Regions from separate parts of the Cricetulus griseus genome. Here region 1 is linked to region 2. Evidence: chromatin contacts called from public Micro-C data. All regions are on one chromosome and are shown on one strand. Each heading gives the region's core, a stretch centred on a gene start, on an enhancer-like site or on the middle of the called end of the contact. The rest is flanking DNA. Distances are from core to core; before and after follow the strand shown.

Evidence for each region. Hi-C and Micro-C count contacts between places; a contact is called where the count stands out from the background.
Region 1: a Micro-C map of the CHO-K1 cell line shows a contact between it and region 2, with 2.5 times the contacts expected there. The contact joins the promoter of Cnbp here to the enhancer-like site in region 2. A contact is called at or near these places in 2 of 8 Hi-C or Micro-C datasets (both in the CHO-K1 cell line).

The regions. Positions count from the first base shown.
Region 1 is chr8:55,466,918-55,470,283 of CriGri-PICRH-1.0, reverse strand. It overlaps Cnbp (cellular nucleic acid-binding protein), which reads right to left and starts at 1,693. Exons shown (of 5, transcript XM_027428704.2): 1 at 1,533-1,693.
Region 2 is chr8:55,410,743-55,414,077 of CriGri-PICRH-1.0, reverse strand. It overlaps Copg1 (coatomer subunit gamma-1), which reads left to right. Exons shown (of 24, transcript XM_027428699.2): 13 at 1,043-1,138. Among named protein-coding and RNA genes, the nearest start is that of Copg1, 11 kb to the left of the region's middle. Within about 2 kb of position 1,302, at least 3 of the 6 cell types and tissues checked have open chromatin away from gene starts, as enhancers often do. A contact at or near this core is called in the CHO-K1 cell line, where this site is marked.

The sequences.
Region 1 (3,366 bases), core at 444-2,943, 56 kb before region 2:
GTACAAAGATATACTACTGTTAGATTTTAAAACCTGTTGCCAGGAGCTGTAATTTGGGGATGAAATTAAGCCCTTAATTCAGCCCTTAGGATTCCAATAAATTATTTCCTTTATAGTACAGCGTGGAGTTCCTTGTAGACAAGAAGCAAGCTTAACAAGCTTTTTAAAAAGTACCTAGAACCATGGGGGCTGTTACCTGATAAACCTGCATTTTAACCCAGGTAATTTGTTTTTTCCCCCCCAGAATTAAAGAATTAGGCATAAAACTACAGCTTATATGTCTTTAAAAAAAGACAAAAATCTTACATCCAATTTATACTAAGAGCAAACATCTAGTGAACTTGAAAATTTTAACCCTAATATTAAATCATTGGCGTAATCTCTCCAAAACTCGGTCAAACAGAAAATGGGAATATAACTTAATTCCCTTTTACTAAAATGCAGACAAATTGAGTGTCATGGTTTAACTTGTCTGTTTTCTGTTCTCAAGAATATTGCAAAAACTTGGAATTAGACGATTGGTGCGATTCGTTTCCTTTCCCCAAGACCCCCACCCCCACCTCAAGACCAGATGTAGTCACTTCCTCTGAAAGTGCCTGGTAGCTGAAGCCATGTGCTTGACATGTGGCAACAAGCAAAAGCTTTACCTATAAAATCAACACCCGAACCCAAGTGGGGGCGATTAGACCGTTCTAAAGCAGGTTTTCGCGCTAATGAAAATCTAGATTCACCTTTGCCAATTCTACTTCCGAGGCTTGCTCGTAATTTATGTCCGTTTAATCCGAGAGATATCGGCAAAGGCTTCTGCCGCCGAGATTGCCTTAAAGGCCTGACAAACTGGGGGGTGGGGGGGTCCTTCCCACCCTCGCCCGCCCCAGGGACCTAAGACTTTAATCTTACCGATTCAGGGAAAAGTGCTTTTTCGTGCAGCAATGGTGAATAGGCCGTTTAAGAATACAAAGTACAAGGGATCGGGAGGAATAAAGGTTGGCAGCATGGAGAACTGGATCCAGACTCCTGAGCCTTACCGCGACGTGCGCGGGCTTCGTCACGGGCCGGTTCCCGAGGCCCCGCAGCCGCTGGCACATGGCCCGCCAGGCCTCCACCCCGCGGTCGGGCTGCGGACCTCCTCCGCGCCCGCGCGCCCTTCCCCGCACACGGCCCGGTTCCAGGAGTTCCCGCCACACTGGCCCTGGGCGCTAGGCCCGCGCGCGACCCTCTCCGCCTCGGCCCCAAGGGCGCCGGGCCTCGTCGCCACACGCCTGAGGCCTGCGCGGCCGCGGGCGCCGAGCGAGCCCCCCCACCCCACCGGCTCTAGGTTCCCGCGCCGCAGGGCCGCCAGGGCGGCCGCCCTACTGCGGCAAGCCGGAAAGCAGGGCCCAGGAGGCAGCCAGGCCGAGCCCCGCGCCTGACGCAGCAGGGAGCAGGCCAAGGTGCGGCCGCCATCGCGCCTCGTAGCTCCGGCCCTCCGTCGGTCTCGGCCGCGCCAACCCCGCGGCCTCCACAGCCCGGTCCACACCCTGAGCCCTCACCTTCGGCGTCTGAGCTGCCCACAGCGGTGGATACTCGGACGCAGGCCCAGGAAAGCGACTCGCAAAGCAGTGGCTGTTTATTTTCAGGGTCCTTGCCTGCGCCACACGCGGGTCTGCACACGGCCCCACACACGCCGCTGCGCACGGCTCTCCTCCGCCTCGCCCACGCGTCCAATCAGCGCCGGGAACCGGGCCGGCCAATCAGGATCGCCCGCGGGGAGCGCGGCCTAGCGCGAGGGCGGCATCGGGCGGGGCATGCTCCGCCTCCACGCTCCGCTTCTTCCGCTGTGCTATGCGCGTGGCCTTCCCGCCTGGAGCTGGTTTCCGTAGCTCCGAGTCGTGTCTTCAGGCAGTTTGTCCCTCCATCCTTTGCTGGCCTTCTCCCAACCCCGACTGACCCGCTCTGGCCAGCTGTATTCTAGGGGACTGTCCCGGGCAGTGGTCGCGGCTTGCGGGAGCCAACCTCCCCTCCCCGGCACCCCCTAAGCGGGAGGCGCTGAGAAGCAGGCCAGGTTTCCAGAGCACACGCACTTAGGTTTGGGGGAAGGTCATCGAAGCGGCAGTGGCCACCATTACGGCCCATGAGATGCGTTTGGATTTTGTACCTTCTGGGTATAAACCGACATCTCGCTGCTAGAGCCCCTGGATTGTAATCCTCCCAAATGAAAATGCCTCATGAGGGTGAAGATGTGACAGGGTACTTAACTATTACTGAGATCTGTGTCACAACACTCCTTGTGACCTGTAATGAGTGACATCCCTAGGATTTAAGGGTGAAAGAGGAAGCCAGGAAAGCCGTTGACCTGGGCTGTTCTGTTCAGGATTGAACTTCAGTTTGGGTTTGGTGGTGTCTCCCAATAGAGATTGTGTGTGTGGTCATAGGCCTTCAAAACAGAAGGCTTTCATGTAAGTTTTCACTTTTAAGTCCAGGGTTTGACCCCCCTGTATTACCACCCCACCCCAAAAGATTGTCTTATGTAAACTGAAACATTCTACAACTGCGTCCAACTTAGGAATGAAGTTTTATTACAAACATGAAAAAATACGGAAGATTCTCAAGTCTCCTGAATTTCAGAAGCTACTAAAATATGTCTATTAATACATTTAGCGAGGTCAGCCATATTGTGACTGCTGTGAACTGCAGTGAACTTTTTTCCCACTAATGACTTACTGTATAAACTTAAAAATGGGCCTGCAGAAATGACTTAATAGTAAAAGCACTTGCAGCCAGGCATGGTAGCACACACTTTTAATCCCTTGCACTTGGGAAGTAAAGGCAGTAGGATCTACAGTCCTGGCTACATAGTAAGACCTTTAGTAATAGAGCATTTGCCTCTCTTGTACAAGGCTCTGGATCCCATCTCTAGCCCACCAAACAAAATCTTCAAGTATAGTGAGACCTTGTCGCAAAAAACAAAACAAAACAAAAACAAAAAAACCACTCTAAAAACAAACAAAAAAACACCACATGCTGCTCTTGTTGGACCAGAATTCACTTCATACTTGTAACAACTACCTACCTAACTCAAGTCCCAGAGGATCTAATGCTCTCTATCTGAGAAGGTGCACATAAATACACTCAGCCACAAAAATCTTTTATTGTTTTTGTTTGTGTCAGGGTCTCATAGATATTCACCTGCACCTCCAGAGTTCTGGCATTATAAAATTGCACCACCATGCCCGGCTTCATAAATCTTTATTTTTCTTCTTCTTTTAAGATGAATACAGAAATTTATGGAAGCTGAATGTCAGGCTGGGGATATGGTTCAATTGCCGAATGGTTGGCATGTGTGAGGTCCTGGTTTCCAAAACCCAGTACCAAAAGAAAGGGTCT
Region 2 (3,335 bases), core at 53-2,552:
GTCCTGGAACTCACTCTGTAACCCACATCCTCCTGCCTCTGCCTCCCAAGTGCTGAGATTTAAGGCGTGTGCCACCACTGCCCGGCATGCTTTTTAAATTTTTACTTTAAGATAATTCATAGGAGATCGCAAATATATAAGAGAAAAGGTCTTGGGCATTTCTCTCAACTGCAATGCCCACATCTCGCATAGTCATAGTGTCAACAAGAAACCAGCAATTGTACAATCTAGAGTGCTTACTCAGATTTCATTGGTTATGAGGTGCACATGTGATGCCTTTGAAAATTACTGCCACAGTTAGACTCACCATCATTAGACAGAGCTTGTACACTCCATTCCCAGACCCTCATCCCTGATTCTTGACAGTCTCTCATCTATTGGTATTTTCCATAGTTAGATTATTTTAGTGCAACCTAAATAGAGTCATGAAATGTGTCCCTGGGGAGTTTTCATCAGAGCAGAGAATGATAGGAACAATTTTTGATATAGCAGGATAAATCCTAGAGTGTGGGTTGTGAAACGTGGACAGAAATCTACTCTGCCTGTGGGCTGTATGAAGGCATATCGATAGGCTGATGGTGTGGTGAGATTTGCACATGAGATCAACCCCTCTGGACAGTGGAGGATGAGTTGGAGGAGAATCGTATCTCTGAAGATGAAGGGGCTTAGAAGCAGCAAGAGCAATGATGTAAGAGCAATGTGAAGACTTGAGCCAGTTACAGGAAGAAAGCAGAGGGAAGAAATGAGATTGCCAAAGAGACCTCGAGAAGAGAACAGAGTGGAATATTGGGTGAAAATGTCCACGGCAGGAGAGAAGCAGGCCAGGCAGGGTTTGGGGAGCTAGACCTGCACTTGGGCTACTGAGACTGCCATGTTTTCCTGCCCTGGGGGACCTCAGGGCTGTGTTCCCCAGCATGGAGTGATTGGTGTTCCTCCTGGTTTCTTGCTCTTGTGTTGGGCCTAGAGCATAGTCTTGCCCAAGGAGGGACTCTGTGACTAGGATTGTCAGGGGCTGCTACTCATATGTGTCTCTCTACCCCAGGTGGTGGTTGTCCAGGCCATCAGTGCCCTGTGCCAGAAATATCCTCGGAAACATGCCGTACTCATGAACTTCCTGTTCACCATGCTAAGGGAAGAGGTAAGAGTGGGGCCACTGGGGTTCTGCTCGCTTTTTTGGTGCAGAGAGTGGCCTGGCTGCCAAGATCCGTTTCTTGGTATTAAGCTCAGAACACCGTTAAACAGCTAGTTTCCTGGAGCCTGCGGCACTTAAACTCCCATGCACAGATGATGCAACAGCACCAGCCGCTCATAATTACAGTAGTAATGTATGACTCACCAGCATGGCAACAAGTCCAGCGGGTGCCCCAAGGCAGTGCCTGTGCAGAAAGCAGGATGTCAACCTATTGCAAAGTCAAGCTTAGAAGACTGACTGCATTCAGGATCTTGGAAATTGTGCTAAAAACATGGCTTTGGTCCTGGAGTTTGTTGGTTTTTGTTGTTGTTGTTGTTGTTTGTTTTGAGAAAGGGTATCTACATAGCTCTGGCTGTCCTGAAACTAACTATGTAGACCAGACTAGCCTTTAACTGACAGAGATTTACCTGTCTGTCTCCAGAGTTCTGGGATTAAAGGCTTGGTCCACTATGCCTGGCTGGTTCTCTTTTTGTGCTTGACATGAATCTGTGTTTTTGTTTGTTTGGTTTTTTGAGACAGGGTTTCTCTGTGTAGCTAGACCAGGCTGACCTCCAACTCAAAGACCCTCCTGCCTCTGCCTCTCAAGTGCTGAGATTAAAGGCATGCGCCACCACTAGGCTTGTTTGTTTTTTATTGTATGAACAAAATTGGCAAATTCATAGGTTCAAAAGCAAGTGTGTATTGGGGGCTGGAGAGATGGCTCAGCAATTAAGAGCACTGGCTGCTCTTCCGGAGGACCTGGGTTCAATTCCTAGCACCTACATGGTGGCTCCCAACTATCTGTAACTCTAGTCCCAGGGGATCTGATGCCCTCTTCTGACTACTACAGGCACCAAGTATACATGTGATTCAGATATACTTGTAGGCAAAATACTCATACATACAAAATAATTTTTAAAAAACAAACAGTGGAACAGATTTGGCCCATAGATACACAGAACCCTTTACCCCAGTCCAAGGTGGACCAAGGGCCAACAGGAGAGCAGCTTTTGCATTGGTTCCTTGGGCTTTCTCAAGGTATTTCTCAAGGATAAGGTATTGATGCCTTAACAGCCATCAGCTGCAACCCCACTGTTAGAGAGTATGTGGGATATGTGGTCTCCTGATTCTCCTAACAGTCCTTGTCACTAATATTTTAAGAATGAGGACTCTGGGGCCAGTGAGATGGTTCAAGTGGTAGAAGATGCTTTGATTTTAATCCCTGGATTCATGGTGGAAGCAGAGAACCAACTCCTGAAAGTTGTCTTCTGACCTCCATGTTTGTGATGTGACATGTATAGGCCTGCACTCACACACATATATTACTTATACACAAAATGGTTGGGTGTGTGTGTTTTAGAAGGACTGGAGAGAGAGAGCTTAGTAGTTAAGAATACATACTGTTCTTTCAGAGAACCCAAGTTTGGACTCAGTATTTAGCACTTTATAACTGTTTATAACTCCAGCTCCAGGGGATCCAACAGCATCTTCTGGCTTCTATGGGTCAGTCTGTACCTGTACTTACACACACATACCCATACTCAGGCACACGCACGGGCATGCCCCCCCACACACACACATTTTAAAGAAAGGAAGAAGAGGATTCTGGGTGTAGCTCGATTGGTAGAATGTTTGCCTAACATGCACAAAATCCTGATTTTGATTCCAGCACTGAATAAACTTGGTAGCTGTCCCAGCACTTGAGAGGTAGGAACAAGGTTAAGAGCTCAAGTTTATCCTTGGGGACATAGTGATTTTGAGGTTAGCCTAGGATACACTGGACCCATGTAAAGGAAACCGAATCTGAGACTATTGTGACCTGAATGCAATGACTTGCCTCCCAGGGTATCCTGAAGAACAAAGAAACACTTTGTGGTATCTGAGCCAGGTGCCTCTCGCCCTGACCCATGCTTTTCTCCATGAAAAAGCCCATGCTTTGTCTTCTCAGCTCTCTGGCTGCCTCCCAGAAAGCTACATGCTTTACATAGCAGTCAGGTACTGGCTTTACTGAGGGGACACAGCACTCAGACTTATGAACTTGCCTCTCTCCTGCAAACATGTGTCATCTTGTCAGAGCCAGTGACTGCTACAGCCGAGATTGAAATAGCATTTGAGGGTTTGAGGTGTGTGGTACCTTACTGACCTGTGGCTCACACACTGAGCA